Regions from separate parts of the Mus musculus genome. Here all the other regions are linked to region 4. A link is a contact called in public HiChIP or PLAC-seq and promoter capture Hi-C data. All regions are on one chromosome and are shown on one strand. The core of a region is the stretch at or near the end of the contact, and the rest is flanking DNA. Distances in the headings are between cores, read along the strand shown. Region 1 holds the start of Cfap46 (cilia and flagella associated protein 46). Region 2 holds the start of Echs1 (enoyl Coenzyme A hydratase, short chain, 1, mitochondrial). Region 3 holds the start of Caly (calcyon neuron-specific vesicular protein). Region 4 holds the start of Kndc1 (kinase non-catalytic C-lobe domain (KIND) containing 1). Region 5 has its middle 20 kb from the start of Gm32680.

Region 1 (2,700 bases), core at 101-2,600, 210 kb before region 4:
AGTTCAGCATACCTACCTCGGTTCTCCTTTTGCAAAGTTTATGGCCTTCATGTACTGTGTCACGCAATTTTCAAATTCTTCCTAAGACAGCACAAAGAATACCCAGGTGAGCCAACTAGCCACCCCAGCACCCACTGCTGCTCATCTTCATTCCTGGCATCCAATGCAAACTGGTTTTCACCCCAGCTTATGCACAGTCCGGGGACAGCGAAGACCCTTGAGCAACCACAGCTGGCTGTGCCTGTGGGTTCCAGACTCTCCCACCTCCCGCTCTGCCCAGCCCAGGAAGGGCTTTGGGGGAGAGAAGACAGAAAGGTCATAGCACCCCCTTGCAGAGGTGGGAGGTCATATGGACTCATGTCAGGCACCTGGCGAGTACCGAGCGGAGAGAAAAGCACAAATGGGAACTGCCGATGTTTTTTGCATCACTGTGAAGGAGACTCTGGTTCCTCAGTCCCATTTTGCTTTAAAGCTTCTCTAAGACCTGCCTTGCTGCCATCCCTGGAGGTGGGGTGAGAAGTGGAGAGGGGTAGTCTTACCACATTTTCCTCTGACTGTGGGGCACAAAGCTGGGCCCTGCACAGGTGCGCTCGGCCCAAAAACTGAGTGATTGGCGCCTTCACTTTGAAGTACATCTGGATGCAGTCTTCGCTTATCTCAGGCTCTTTCATCTGTAGGAGATTGAAGCCAGGAAGAGGAAGGAAGATGCCCAGGATGAAGGCGCTCTGGGTCACTGGTGAGGCTAGCTTGGTCATTTCTATACTCACAACACTCATCAAATGTCCCATCCACCCTAACCCTGTGCCGTTTACACCCAAAGATGTGAAGGTGGGGACAGGTTCATTGTGTGCCAGTGACAGCCAGTCACTCAAGGGCTTCACCTTGAGTGCCTGCTCTGCACACAGCACAAACAGGTCCGGGCTGAAGCTCTCTGTGGGGTCAAGCTCCGACTTTCCCAGGTTTGCAGACTTGATCAGTTCATAAGCTCTTCGCAGGGCAGTTGCATCTATCGGGCAGAGGATCAGCAGAGGGGCCCAGCATAGGTATGTCAGAGAGACACAGTCCACAGTCCCTGGAAGAGCCTTCCTCTGGCACAGAAATATGGGTCTGAATTCCTGGCCAGGTTGCTTTCAACCATCCCCACTCAGCGACTAGGCCAGGGTTCAACAACTGTATCCACCGCATCGCATCACGGACTTTTGTGCCACTCTACTTAGGTCAAGGGGTTCCCATCAGCAAAGTTAGAGTGAGACCCACCTTGTTGATTCCGGGCACGGGCCAGTTCCTGCGTTATGATCAGGTCCATGGCCCTGGAGGCCCTCAACTATACAGCTCCACTGCTGGACCAGTAGCGGTTGCCTAGAGACGGGGCCCAGACCAAGGACGCGGGAGCTCGGGGCGGGGCTACACTTGAGGAGTCCGTGACGCTGGGAGTAGGGAGGGGAAGGGGGCGGGGAAGTAGACAAGAAGCAGGCGGAGCGGAACTGATGGACACCGAGTGAGGCCAGGTCAAGAACTCTTGAGTGTTGAATTGGCACCCAGGGCACCCATACCATGCTGTCTTCACTTTCCTTGCCAGGCTGCGCTCACCTCCCATCCATCCACCCATGTTTCTGTGTCCTGCTCTGTTGCGGCACAGAAAGACAAGGGAACTCCACAAAACCTCCCTGCTCCGGTAAGCGCGGGCTGGACGGATGCAGGAAAAAGATCTAACAGAAGATGCCTACCAGAGCAGGAAGGTGGGCTGCTGGGTACCAGTCGGACAGGGAAGTTGCCAGCCTCAGAAAGCGTGCCCCTTTCTATCTGCAAGGGCCACCTGTGGCGGGTCTACATGTGTGACATTATCTAAGGGATCTGAGGAGTGAAGACTGAGTAGACCCGCCTGTAGCTGCTGCCTGGGCAAGAAGCCTTGGAATTGGAGCAGTTCTGGGATCAGGAAGGATGCGGGGGGTGGGGTGGGGGGACGCCACAAACGCTCTAGAGCCCTTGTTCGAGGATCACTCTTAGAGATGACTTTCATTAAGACATAGTAGTCTTGGAGGTCCAAGCTGGGGCAGAGCCCGGAGCTGCAGGAGGAGCTGCGCTTCATCAGCTGAGAAGCAGTGGTCGGTGGGCAATGATGGAGATCCCCGGGGCAGCAGGTGGGCAGCAGGTTAGCAGGCGTATAGGCAAAGACAAAGCTGACTCTAGTATCCTAAATGAGCGTTTAGAACGGCGTGCAGAAGGACAAACGTGTATACAAGATCTAAGGGAAAAAGCCGCAGTCCCCAAGGCCACGCCCCCAGTGACCTACTTCCTCTAGCCAGACACCACCTCTTAAAGAATACCGAACCTCTCGAAATAGCGCCACCTGCTGGGACTATGAGTCAGCACATGAGCCCGTGAGACCTTAGCAGGCGCAAACTAAAAAACCACAGAGGGAGAAACAGATAAAATCTTTCCTCAGAAGTAGAGTCTTCTGATCTTTTGAAAGAAGCTGTTAGGAAAATGAAAAGGTAGACTACAGGTTAGAAGAAAACATTCATAATAAAATCTAATACAAGACCTGTGTCTAGATTATATAAGAGTTCAATGGATAAATCACAGGCAAGTTTTAGAAGATGCCAAAGACTTGGATAGACACTTGACAACGTGAGCTACTTGACTACCCAGTGAGCAGGGAATGAGTGCAGCCGCCACCGTTGCCAGTAATCAGAGAAA
Region 2 (2,700 bases), core at 7-2,506, 220 kb after region 4:
CTTGTGAGACTATGCCGGGGCCTAGCGAACACAGAAGTGGATGCTCACAGTCAGCTATTGGATGGATCACAGGGCCCCCAATGGAGGAGCTAGAGAAAATACCCAAGGAGCTAAAGGTGCAACCCTATAGGTAGAACAACATTATGAGCTAACCAGTACCCCGGAGCTCTTGACTCTAGCCGCATATGTATCAAAAGATGGCCTAGTCGGCCATCAACAGAAAGAGGCCCATTGGACTTGCAAACTTTATATGCCCCAGTACAGGGGAACGCCAGGGCCAAAAAGTGGGAGTGGGTGGGTAGGGGAGTGGTGGGGAGGGTATGGGGAACTTTTGGGATAGCATTGGAAATGTAAATGAGGAAAATACTAAATAAAAAATATTAAAAAAAAATTCACAGTGGAGTACTAGAAGTCTGTAGAGGAGTTGAGCCAAGGAGTGGGAAGGGAGGAACTATTCAGCTGGCTAGGAAGGAAAGTGGGTGTGTCGGTATGGGCTACGCTGATTGGGTGGCTTGAAGGACACGATCAGGAGAGACTGTGGAAACAGCAGAGACTAGACAGGAGGCACTATGGACAAACCTTTCCCAATACCCAGGCTGTCTTACTTAACCTACTTTCACATTCTCTTAAAGCTACCTAAACACATGGGATTTCACAACCAACATGCATGTTCCCAGCTGACACTCATAAAAGTTCGAGCGTTGAGAAGCTATTACACCCAGAGCCCTCCCACTAGACATGGCTTCGAGGTGCTAGGATCTGGCTGGGCTTGTAAGGTGAGACTAAGGTCAGACTGAGGAGCGGGGAACGGGGTAAGGAATTGGGAAGGGGTCAGTCGAGCGCTGGAGTTGGAGGCTCAGAAGGAAGATCACCAAGCTAGAGTCAGTGGTCACTTGCAGGAAATCTGGGTTTAGTGTGGGGATGCGTACTCGAATCCAGGGTCCAGGTACTTCAGAGTCAAGTGTTGGGAGTGCATGCTTGTGGAAGTAGGGGGTCAGACAAAAGATCTAGAGTTAGGAGAGAAGGGCCAGGATCAAGTGAGGATGCGTGCAGGCCGGGGTTTAGGGACCACCCAGAGGTTATGGGTGGAGAAACCACCCAACGTGGGTGGGGTGACGCACCCCGCCGGTGTCCGCACTCACCCGAGGCGAAGCGCCGTAGTTCTGGGCAGCGGACTGAGGACAACAGTGAGCTACAGGCTCTGGGCAGCAGAGCACGCAGGGCCGCCATGGCGGAGAGACGATGTGTTCCGCCCACAGAATCGCCCCGCCTGCAGAATCGCTCCGCCCCAGATCCCAGGCGGGATGAAGACGGAAGCTTAAGGGGTGGACCCGTGACCTGAGCGGGCTGGTACAGAGGGCGGGGTGGGGCAGCGTGGGGTGCTGGGCTGCGGTTCTTGGAGTAGTCTGTTAATTGCATCACTTTGGTGGTGTGCCCTTGGCGGGTGCCCGGTTTACGAAGCCAGACTGGGAGACATGGCTGTGCCCTTTCCCCTGTGATGGCCGTATGCTTTCGTTCTTGACCAGGGGAAAAACTACGGGAAGACGCGATCACAGATACAGTAATAAAGCATAAAGCGGTAAAGTGCAAGACGGTTTTGTTTAGCTTTGTGTGAGGGTCTTACTTCATAGCCCTGGTTGGCTGGAACCCTCCTTATGGGCCAGGCTGTTTCTCAATCTCACAGAGATCCATTTGCCTCTGCCTTCCAAATGCTTGGATTAAAGGCATGAGCCATTATACCCTGCTCCAGAGGTATTCTTTACATGACAACTGACTAGCTTCATAACACCAGGTTAGAAATAGCTGTGATTTTACAAGATGAGAAGATTTCACATAAATTTAAAAGAAAGCCAATGTTTTGTTCACGTAAATTATCTTGAATTATAACTTAAAAATATTTAGCAAGTATTATCAGGCCTTCATTTGTATTCTTGCCCTGGTCCTGCAAACCCTAGGATAGAGATAAAGGACAGAATCTCCAGACAAAAGCAAGCTTGATACTGTTATGCCGGGAAGTTTGTGAACCCCAAAAGTCCACCAAGGAGCCTTTTCGATGTAATAGTATTAGGGTCTCTATTACAGGCTCAGGCTTGGGCCCTCTCCTCCAACTCAACCCTGACACAGCAGGACAGGAAGGGAAGGCAGAGAAGCCTTGAACTCTCATCTGGACAGGGCTTTACAAGAAATGGAAGGTAAGAGAGGGGGTGTCCATCTTGGAAAGTATCTAACTGAAGGTCTATTGTAAGCCGACTGTATTCAGTCACAAAGGGTCTGAAAGTGCATCTGAAACAATCAGGCTAGTCTTTGTTTTACTGTTGTTAGGAAGTAGCTACAGAGTAACGCTGGCCAAGGACAAGCCATGGGGTCTTTCCTGGTACGTGGGTACAACCTGGGTTCTTCTGTAGGTCAAGTTCTCAGGCTTTTTTTTTTTTTTTCTTTTAGATAGAGGCTGGTCCCAAGATGGAGTAGGTTTGGATTCTCAATACTTTAAAGAAAACAATCCAAACCAGAATAGAACAGTCAGCAAACTTTATTTCAAGACTAAGATAGAATATAAACAGAAACAGACCACCACCAAACCTTTGCTCCAGGTCTCTGTGTTAGCATAGGCTAAGCAACCATGACAGTAGTTCCAAAATGAAATGTCTCAAACACAATTTATTTAACAACCCAGGACTGGTGTTGAGGTTAGGTGCCTAA
Region 3 (2,700 bases), core at 18-2,517, 190 kb after region 4:
CACGGTCTATGCACCAACAAGACGCTGACGGACAAATATTGGAGGATGCGAATTTTTATTTGAAAACCCATAAAAGCTGGGTTAGAGGTCACAGACTCACGTTCACACGGACCCTTTCATGCTGCGTCACACAGAAGTGCACATTGGTGGGGGCTCGTGCTCTCCTCTTACGACGCTGCCGCAGTGCCCACCCTGGTCTGCTTGCACCCAAGCCTTTTAGGTCATAGATGTTTGCCTCCAGTTTGAACGGCTGTTGTTCTGTGGGGCCCAAGCAAAGAGGGACAGAGAGGAGGGGCACAGCTGCTTGTGGCTCCCGACACTCACCAGCCACCTGTGGCCCAGCATCTAGAGCCAAGCCCCGCGGCAGGTGGTTTGAGACAAATGGCTATCATACCTCCTACCATCCTTTAACCTTCACTCAGCGACCCCCATCAGGCCCTAACGCTCAATGTTCTGGGCAACACCCCTTCTGCTAATCCCTTTCTCTCCATCGAGCTGTTTCCTTTTTTAACACCCAGCACCCAGCAGTCAGACCCGAACAGGAGCTGACGGTTTTGCCCCTGGGCCACCTTGGAGATGCACAGCTCCCACTGGCTCTCCCAGACCTGCAGAGGTGGAGCCAGCCCACAAGGAGGGGGTCTGCAGTCACCATGAACTGGGCGAGATGAGGTCCAGCTGTCCCGCCGCCCCTGCTACCCTACTATGCCCAGGATAAGGATTTGCAGCTTCATATGGGGTTTGTGCAGGCTGAGCAGCCATAATTCTTCCTAATGTCCAGGCTGCCACTGGCCTGTAGGGGTTTCTCGACATACCTTGAGGTCTAGGGACCTTTCCATCCACCTCAAGCCAGCAGAGCTGCTGCCCCCAACTGTCCCGAGAGGTCTAATGACCACCCTCCACCGGAGCCAGCGGGGCCAACCTGACTTCTAGTGGAGACCACAGGAAGGAGATGGCTGTGCTCCACCGCTCTGGCAGACATCGGATCAGTCAAATCACTCCCACATAGACTCTCAACCCCTACACCCATATCTTTGCACGTACATCCCACAGACGCACAGTCACACACTCTTGCACCCGCCCCCTTCCTCGCACCTCTCACATCCCTGCACCCTTGCACACCCACGCACACATGCTGGCCCCCTCGTCCCCATTCCAAAAGGAGAAACGTGGAAATGGCTCACAGGCAGTTGCTGCAGGACGCAGTCGCGGGAGGACAGGGATGCAGTGTAGATGCGGAGGATGCAGTTCCAGGCGCTTCACCACCAGGCGGGGCGGGCTAGGGGCTGAAGCCTGAGAGCGAGGCTGTGGTTGCCATGGAGATGCAGGCTGGAGGAGGGACCACTGTGGCTCAGGTGGCCTCACACCCCCTCCCACGGCAGATCTCTGCACTGTCTCTTATCACACTCACACACCTGACACAAGCACTTCACACACCCACGAAATACATTTCACATACTTGATACACACTTCACCCTCCCATACGCACATATTGCTTGCTTTCTTTCTTTCTTTCTTCCTTCCTTCCTTTCTTTCTTTCTTCCTTCCTTCCTTCCTTCCTTCCTTCCTTTCTTTCTTTCTTTCTTTCTTTCTTTTTTTTTGTTGTTGATTTTTGTTTATTTGTTTGTTTTTTGTTTTTCAAGACAGGGTTTCTCTGTGTAGCCCTGGCTGTCCTGGAACTCATTCTGTAGACCAGGCCTCAAACTCAGAAATCCACCGCCTCTGCCTCCCAAGTGCTGGGATTAAAGACGTGCGCCACCACTGCCCGGCTACATATTGCTAAGACACACTTCATACACAATTTACACCCCTGACACACACAGCATGCAAAGGCATACATCACACCAGTTCTCACATCTCATGTCACTTCACTGCAGGGGGGCAACCAGGAGACCAGAGGAGCCCTGGCTGCTCCTCCAGCTGGGATTCCAGGGGTTAAGGGAGAGCCTGTTCCTTCCCCTGAGATCTCACAATAGAAGCTGGGGTCAGGACAGCTGTGGTTGGCCTCTGACCTAGAGGGCGCTCCTCTAGACGCCTTTCCATGTCTGAATTTCTGGGCTGGAAGCTTTCCTAGGACTGGCCTTGTCTTGCTTGGTCACTGGTGCCTGAATAATGGTAATATGCAGAAGGCACTGGACAGATGTTTAGTTGATAGTATGCCTCGCTTCACACAGGGCATCTCTAGTGGCCGTGCTTCTCCTGGTCTTCCGCTCGAGGCAGCAGTACTCTCTGTTCACAGTTCTGTCTTGCTGTTGACTGGAATCCGCCTTAAAAAAGATTTATTTATTTATTTTATGTATATGAGTACACTGTAGCTGTACTGATGGTTGTGAGCCATCATGTGGTTGCTGGGAATTTGAATTCAGGACCTCTGCTCACTCTGGTGGAGCCCACTCAATCCAGCCTAAAGATTTATTTATTATTATACAAAAGTAAACTGTAGCTGTCTTCAGACACACCAGAAGAGGGCATCAGATCTTATTACGGATGGTTGTGAGTCACCATGTATTTGAACTCAGGACCTTCAGAAGAACAGTCAAGTGCTCTTAACCGCTGAGCCATCTCTCCAGCCCTGACTGGAACCCTCTTGCTGTCGTGAATCACGGCTTGTCCGCAGACAGGTATCTGAATTGTTCTCCTTTGTGTCTGTTGCATGACATGTAACAACATTCCTGACCAAGTCTTCGTTAGACACATGCTTCT
Region 4 (2,700 bases), core at 27-2,526:
CAGACTGGGATAAGAGCGTGGCTGGAGGAGCACAAGCTGAGGGCATCACAGCCTACAGAGGAGGATAAACTAAGGGAGCACGGGCTGGAGGGAGTGGATTGAAGAACAGGCTGGGGAGCACAGGCTGGGTGGAGGACAGGCTGGGTGGAAGACAGGCTGGAAGTGTACAGGCTGGGTGGAGGACAGGCTGGGGAGCACAAGCTGGGCAGAGGACAGCCTGGGAGTGTACAGGCTGAGTGGAGGACAGGCTGGGGAGCACAGGGTGGGTGGAGGACAGGCTGGGGAGCACACAACAAGGAGAGGATAGGCTGGAAGTGTACAGGCTGGGTAGAGAACAGGTTGGGGAGCACAGACCAGGGGAAGACAGACTGGGGAGCACAGACCAGGGGGAGGACAGGCTGGGGAGCACAGACCAGGGAGAGGACAGGCTGGAAGTGTATAGGCTGGGTGGAGAACAGGTTAGGAGAGCACAGACCAGGGCAGCACATGGAGGAAAAGGTGGCTGAGAAGCATCAAAGCTTGAACAAAGGAAGGAGTCAGCTTGGCCCAAAGCAGCGGACTGAGGCACAGGGCTCAGCCATCTATCTAGAGCCCGGAGACAGGTTGCAGCTAAAGCCCGGGAGTCCAAACAGTGTCTGCTGGTCACATCTGCCCCCTTCTGACCCAAAACAGTGTTGGAGGAGTGAGCAGACCTGTGAGATGTCTGTTCTCCAACTCAAGTTTCCAGTACCTTCCATCACCTACCCTGGCTGCAAGCTCTTGAATAGCTAATAATTGGAAGCCCTAAGGGCAGGCTGTTGAGAATTAGCATCCCTAACTGCGTTGTATCCTTGGACTCTGCATGACCAGTTACAAACCCACCCTCCTTCACTCAAGGAGCGCATAGCAGAGTGTCTACTATTATGTCTGATCAGTCTAGGCTCTAGGGATAGAGCCAGCAATGCCAGGAGCCGATCTGACCTACAGTGTGCTTCAGGAGCTGTGGTCCATAGTTCTGCCAGCTAAGGTTGTAAAGACTGTCAGAAACAAAAACACTAGCCTGTGGAAGGGGTTCTATGTCTGTCCTTTGCCAAGTTTGGGAGAGCCATGTAGTCCTTTGCTGTGCTTGTGGTGAATGAACTCTGATTCTCTGCCCATCACTGGACCCAGCCAAGGAAAAGACTCCAGGAGCTAAAGAACCCAGTACCTGCCCCAGTCCGTGGCTGCCACTGGAGGTGACTGCAGCAACCCCGCCCCTGGGTTGGGTGGGGCGGGAACTGCGAAAGTCCTGAGGACCAGTGTGATCTAGGTGGGCTCAGCCTTGGTACCCTCAGTCTAGGTAGGTGCAGACCCCTAGGATGGCCGCTGCGCGGAGTGGCTCCGCCCCGAACTGTCACAGACAGCGCAGGCAGGCGCAGGGTGCACCCCGGAGGCTGACGTAGTTGAAGACATCTGCGGAGCCCAAACTCGGCCCCGGCCCGCCAGTGACCACGGCCCTCAGGGAGCCACCCCCGGCCCCGCCCCAGGCGTCCCCGCGCCACCGTTTGGCGACACTGCGGCAGGCAGCGGGCGCGTTGCCATGGCGGCCGGGCGCGCGTAGCTGGCGGTGCCCAGCTCAGCCCGGCAGGCTCAGAGGCGGCAGCCAGCTTGGACCGGGATCTGCCCGGGAAAGGACCCGCCAGAGAGGGGATCTGACCCAGAGAAAACCTGCTGGGGAGGGGATCCCAGACCGGAGCTCTGTCCAGGGCCAGAGTTGCAACCTGCGCGCAGGCCCTGCTGAGCGCCAAGATGCAGGCCATGGACCCAGCCTCCCGGGGCTTCTACGAGGAAGATGGCAAGGACTTGGACTTCTACGACTTCGAGCCGCTCCCCACCCTGCCGGAGGATGAGGTGAGCCCGTCCCAGAAGCCCACCTGCTCCAGAAAAGGGGTGGGGAAAAGAAGTGGGTGGAACACAGCTCTTCTGCTGCATAGATTCTGGCCCCTCATAGTAGCAACTGCTAGGGGATCCTGTCCTCAGCCCCACCCGCCACAGAACAGCTGGAATGCTATATGGGACAGCAATGGGACTGTCCCTGTAAAGTTGGCTACTGGAGGAATGGGCTCTTGGTTTTAATCCTTGAACAGAATTGGGGGGGGGAGGGTGAAGATTCTGGCAGGTAGGGACAATAGGGACACACCTGACCTCCACAGCTGGCCAGGTGTTGAAGCAGATGAGCTTAGGAATGGCCAGTGAGACCCCTTCCCATCATTGAGGGTTCTTCCTTCTCTGGAAAAACCTTCCTCCCCCAAGTTCCCTGAGAGCCTCTAGTACAGAGTGGCTGGAGCTACACAGAGCCCCTCTTGGTTGGAGAAGCGAGGGACCCCTTCCCTAAGCCCCCAAACAATGGTCATGCACAAACTCCATGTTTTGAAAAAGCATGGCAAGCAGCCCCCCCCAAAAAAATGCTCCCGGGGGTATCTTGAGCTCCCTCAAGAATACAGGACCTTTGAGGAGCTCCTCCAAACCAGGCTCTGGAGTCCCTGTAAAGAATACACCATTCTTTAGTCCCTGAAATACCCTGGTGCTAGAGACCCTCCACCAGCCTTTGCAGCTGGTCTGGCCAGCAGATGAGTGAAAGTTAGCCAGAATCCTCCTGAAGCATAAGCCTGTGTGGTCTGCAGCACCAGGCCCTGGCAGCTCTTCCCTTCCTTTTCCCTAAAAGAGTGGGCTCTGAAAGCA
Region 5 (2,788 bases), core at 259-2,758, 190 kb before region 4:
TTTGCAAATAAAAGTCACATACGTAATAGACACAGAATTGTGGGTGATTAAGTGTTCTTTCTGCTGTCCGTTCCCTGTAACTCAGTGGGAAGCTGTGTCATCATTTTTTGTTTGTTTGTTTTTTTGTTTTTTCTCTTTTCCAAGACAGGGTTTCTCTGTGTAGTCCTGGCTGTCCTGGAACTCACTTTGTAGACCAGGCTGGCCTCAAACTCAGAAATCCGCCTGCTTCTGCCTCCCAAGTGCTGGGATTAAAGGCATGCGCCACCATGCCCGGCTGTGTCATCATTGTCTGATCATTTTTCTCCCCACCCCCAACCCTGGTCACTCTACCGACTCGCTCCTGGTCTGTGTGTTTAGGTCTGACTTCTCTATGTTTATTCTGCTTCAGGCTTGTTGGACTTCTCTTGGCCATATTCCCTTAGGTTTTTGTCTACTGTCTTTCTCATGTCCTTCTGGGGCTCCATATGCACGAGCATCATGCTGTTTACTCCTCTTCATCGCTTTCAAAATACTGCCTCTCTTTTTTCACTGTAGAGATCTGAACCTGCTGGCGGGTGGCTGAGGCTACTAGTATGGATGGGGCTGTGCTGGAGCTGTGCTCATGGAGGTAACAAACCATTTTAGACAGGCTTACTCATGGGGACTAGGGGAGGGCCATTTCCCCTTCCCCTTGAGGCCATATCTCTCTGTTATAGAAGCATACATTGTAACTTACCAGCCCTTCCAGAATCCCAAGGGGCAGGGGCCTTAAACCATTCATTCTACATGCTGTGTGGACTTCAAGCATACACTGTCCCTGGGTCCAGCCCAAGATGTTGGATATCTCTATCACCAGCCTACGAGACAGTGTCTGGAACCCTCAGTTCAGGATCCTGGTAGGTGACGGCATGCTCTGTGTCTTCCTTGGGACAGGAAAGTGTCATGGTGCTCACTGCTTCCTGACAGCTTCCCCATCCTCAGATGTGGACGATCAGTTCCACCCTATCCACTCCAAGCTCTGTGGTCAGGTAGACATCACCATTAGCTGTGATGGGAGCTGAAGGCCCAGTCCTCAGCACAGGCTGGCAGGCCTCTTCCCTGTGCCCCACTTAAGTTAGCTACACTTGTCCCAGCTTACTCCAGGGTGCTGTGGGTGACTCCGTACCTATAGAGGACACTGGTGACCACCAGGTGGCAGCAAAGGAAAGTATCAGCTGTTCTGTGCTGACCTGGCATCTGCCGATTTTCTCCCTTCCTCTTTCTTCCTTCTCTCTTTCCATCTCTACACCCACCCTCCCTTCACCTCTGTTTCTATCTTTCTCCTCCTTCTTCCCTCTCTCTTCCTTTTCTTCGTCCTCCCCTCCCTCTCTTCCTCCTTTCTCCTCCCCCCTTTCTCCCTTCCCACTTTTGAAGGTTTACTTAGACTTAGCAAATATCCTGCTTTTAGTTACATAAGCCCCCACCCCCACCCCCCGCAGCTGGACAGATCTGGGTAAAAATAACACTTGTCAGGCGTGATTACCTTCCTGTCCTCTGAGCTGAGTTGCCTCACCTCCCTGCAGAGCTATTTAAAGCCAGGCAAGCATCAGCTCTTCACCCATAGGTTTTGAGGCTTCAGAAGGTCTTGGGTAGAGGGGCCCAGGGACATCTTCACCTGGCCACCTGGCTATGGTTGTCATGCAGAAACAAGGCCCTGGGAAGAAAGGGAGGGTTTAGACTCAGGCTGGACAAGACACAAGGAGGCTTGCATGCTCTGGATGCCAATGAGTCTGGGAGACAAGAAGAACCTGGCCTGGTGGAGATGCTGGGGGTGGGGATGAACGCTGAGTACAGGTATATGTCTGCCAAGTATTGGAAGCAGAGGACCATGGCAAAGGCACCTCTGCTCTTCTGTAAAGATCTGGAAACTGGGGCAGAAATGAGCAGGTCTAAAGGCAGATCAGCACAGGAGCCCATCCCAGTGTGGTGGGCAGCTGGAGTGAAGTAGGCTGTCAGAATACCCTGAAGTGCAGCCTATCCTCTGCCCCCTCTAGCCAGCAAATGCAGCCTGATCTGTCTTGGGAAGAGCGCAAGTACCCCAGGCAGGATCCTAGCGCACTTGCAGAACCACGTGAGGGTCTGCAGTCTGAGGAAGAGTGATGAATGCTTGCTCACAAGCATCTCACTCACAATGAGACATTCCAGGGTAGCAGCCCACTGGCTAAGAGGAGTCCAGAGGGTGCCACTCCTTCTTATAGTCCCCCGACTCTCAAAGGTAGGCAGGGGTTAGCTGGGGCTCCAGATGGCTATTGGGGGCAGGACTGGGCCCAGGAAGAGCAAAGATCATGCCACAGAAGCTACAGTCTCCCTGTCTACCTTCCTTCTCCTTCCCTTCCTCCCAATTTGTGAGCTGACTGGGTTCCTTTCGTGGCCAGCTTGGTAGCTTGGTTTCTGAGCCATGGCTTGCAGCCAAATCCTAGTGAGATAGTTTCATATTTTACTGCTTTTAGAGAGAGAGAGAGAGAGAGAGAGAGAGAGAGAGAGAGAGAGAGAGAGACTGTCCTAGTCTCAGGTCCTTACAGAGCAGCCCAATCTCTTCTCATCCACAGCATCAGGTTTTCCCAGACCCCAGGTTCCTACCCCTAGCTGTCCCCCAGCTTGAAGATCGGCAAGTTGTTTTCCCCTAAGGACCAGCTGTTTTGAGATCAGAGGCCATGAGAAAGCAAACCAGCACAGGGGCCCTTCCAACCACAGGTTTCTTCCACACAGAAACAAGGCCAAGGCCATCTGACCACCTGCCTCAGCTGCTAGCTTTCTGGTGGGGGAAGAT

The links. Promoter capture Hi-C pulls out the DNA fragments that hold promoters and counts their contacts. HiChIP or PLAC-seq counts read pairs in DNA pulled down with a chosen protein or histone mark. Capture Hi-C pulls out chosen DNA fragments and counts their contacts.
Region 1: an H3K4me3 HiChIP or PLAC-seq map of forebrain shows a contact between it and region 4, with 5 times the contacts expected there. The contact joins the promoter of Cfap46 here to the promoter of Kndc1 in region 4. A contact is called at or near these places in 22 of 39 promoter capture datasets (the 3T3-L1 cell line, 3T3-L1-derived adipocytes, the C10 cell line and 11 more), 1 of 15 datasets of contacts at CTCF or cohesin (embryonic stem cells), 2 of 484 Hi-C or Micro-C datasets (embryonic fibroblasts and nephron progenitors), 13 of 115 datasets of contacts at active chromatin or transcription factors (T-cell acute lymphoblastic leukemia, embryonic basal ganglia, embryonic forebrain and 6 more) and 2 of 9 other capture datasets (adipose tissue and embryonic stem cells).
Region 2: a promoter capture Hi-C map of embryonic stem cells shows a contact between it and region 4. The contact joins the promoter of Echs1 here to the promoter of Kndc1 in region 4. A contact is called at or near these places in 2 of 39 promoter capture datasets (embryonic stem cells and hippocampal neurons), 1 of 115 datasets of contacts at active chromatin or transcription factors (pancreatic cancer cells) and 2 of 9 other capture datasets (adipose tissue and liver).
Region 3: a promoter capture Hi-C map of pancreatic islet shows a contact between it and region 4. The contact joins the promoter of Caly here to the promoter of Kndc1 in region 4. A contact is called at or near these places in 3 of 39 promoter capture datasets (the HPC-7 cell line, embryonic stem cells and neural stem cells), 10 of 484 Hi-C or Micro-C datasets (embryonic stem cells, epiblasts, morula and 2 more), 5 of 115 datasets of contacts at active chromatin or transcription factors (embryonic stem cells and pancreatic cancer cells) and 2 of 9 other capture datasets (liver and pancreatic islet).
Region 5: an H3K4me3 HiChIP or PLAC-seq map of forebrain shows a contact between it and region 4, with 5 times the contacts expected there. The contact joins the enhancer-like site here to the promoter of Kndc1 in region 4. A contact is called at or near these places in 13 of 39 promoter capture datasets (the 3T3-L1 cell line, 3T3-L1-derived adipocytes, cranial neural crest and 6 more), 2 of 484 Hi-C or Micro-C datasets (embryonic fibroblasts and nephron progenitors), 8 of 115 datasets of contacts at active chromatin or transcription factors (embryonic basal ganglia, embryonic forebrain, embryonic hindbrain and 4 more) and 2 of 9 other capture datasets (embryonic stem cells and pancreatic islet).

The regions. Positions count from the first base shown.
Region 1 is chr7:139,682,465-139,685,164 of GRCm38.p6, forward strand. It overlaps Cfap46 (cilia and flagella associated protein 46), which reads right to left and starts at 1,351. Exons shown (of 59, transcript NM_001302546.1): 1 at 1,258-1,351; 2 at 882-1,006; 3 at 540-671; 4 at 17-81. The coding sequence starts at 1,306. It overlaps Gm32680 (a long non-coding RNA gene), which reads left to right and starts at 1,590. Exons shown (of 3, transcript XR_389968.2): 1 at 1,590-1,675.
Region 2 is chr7:140,115,165-140,117,864 of GRCm38.p6, forward strand. It overlaps Echs1 (enoyl Coenzyme A hydratase, short chain, 1, mitochondrial), which reads right to left and starts at 1,257. Exons shown (of 8, transcript NM_053119.3): 1 at 1,143-1,257. The coding sequence starts at 1,230. It also overlaps a transcript of Paox not described here.
Region 3 is chr7:140,081,281-140,083,980 of GRCm38.p6, forward strand. Caly (calcyon neuron-specific vesicular protein) reads right to left here and starts at 1,268. Exons shown (of 5, transcript NM_001190385.1): 1 at 1,182-1,268.
Region 4 is chr7:139,893,420-139,896,119 of GRCm38.p6, forward strand. It overlaps Kndc1 (kinase non-catalytic C-lobe domain (KIND) containing 1), which reads left to right and starts at 1,277. Exons shown (of 31, transcript NM_177261.4): 1 at 1,277-1,869. The coding sequence starts at 1,768.
Region 5 is chr7:139,702,478-139,705,265 of GRCm38.p6, forward strand. No RefSeq gene overlaps it. Among named protein-coding and RNA genes, the nearest start is that of Gm32680, 20 kb to the left of the region's middle. Within about 2 kb of position 1,509, at least 24 of the 459 cell types and tissues checked have an H3K27ac peak or open chromatin away from gene starts, as enhancers often do.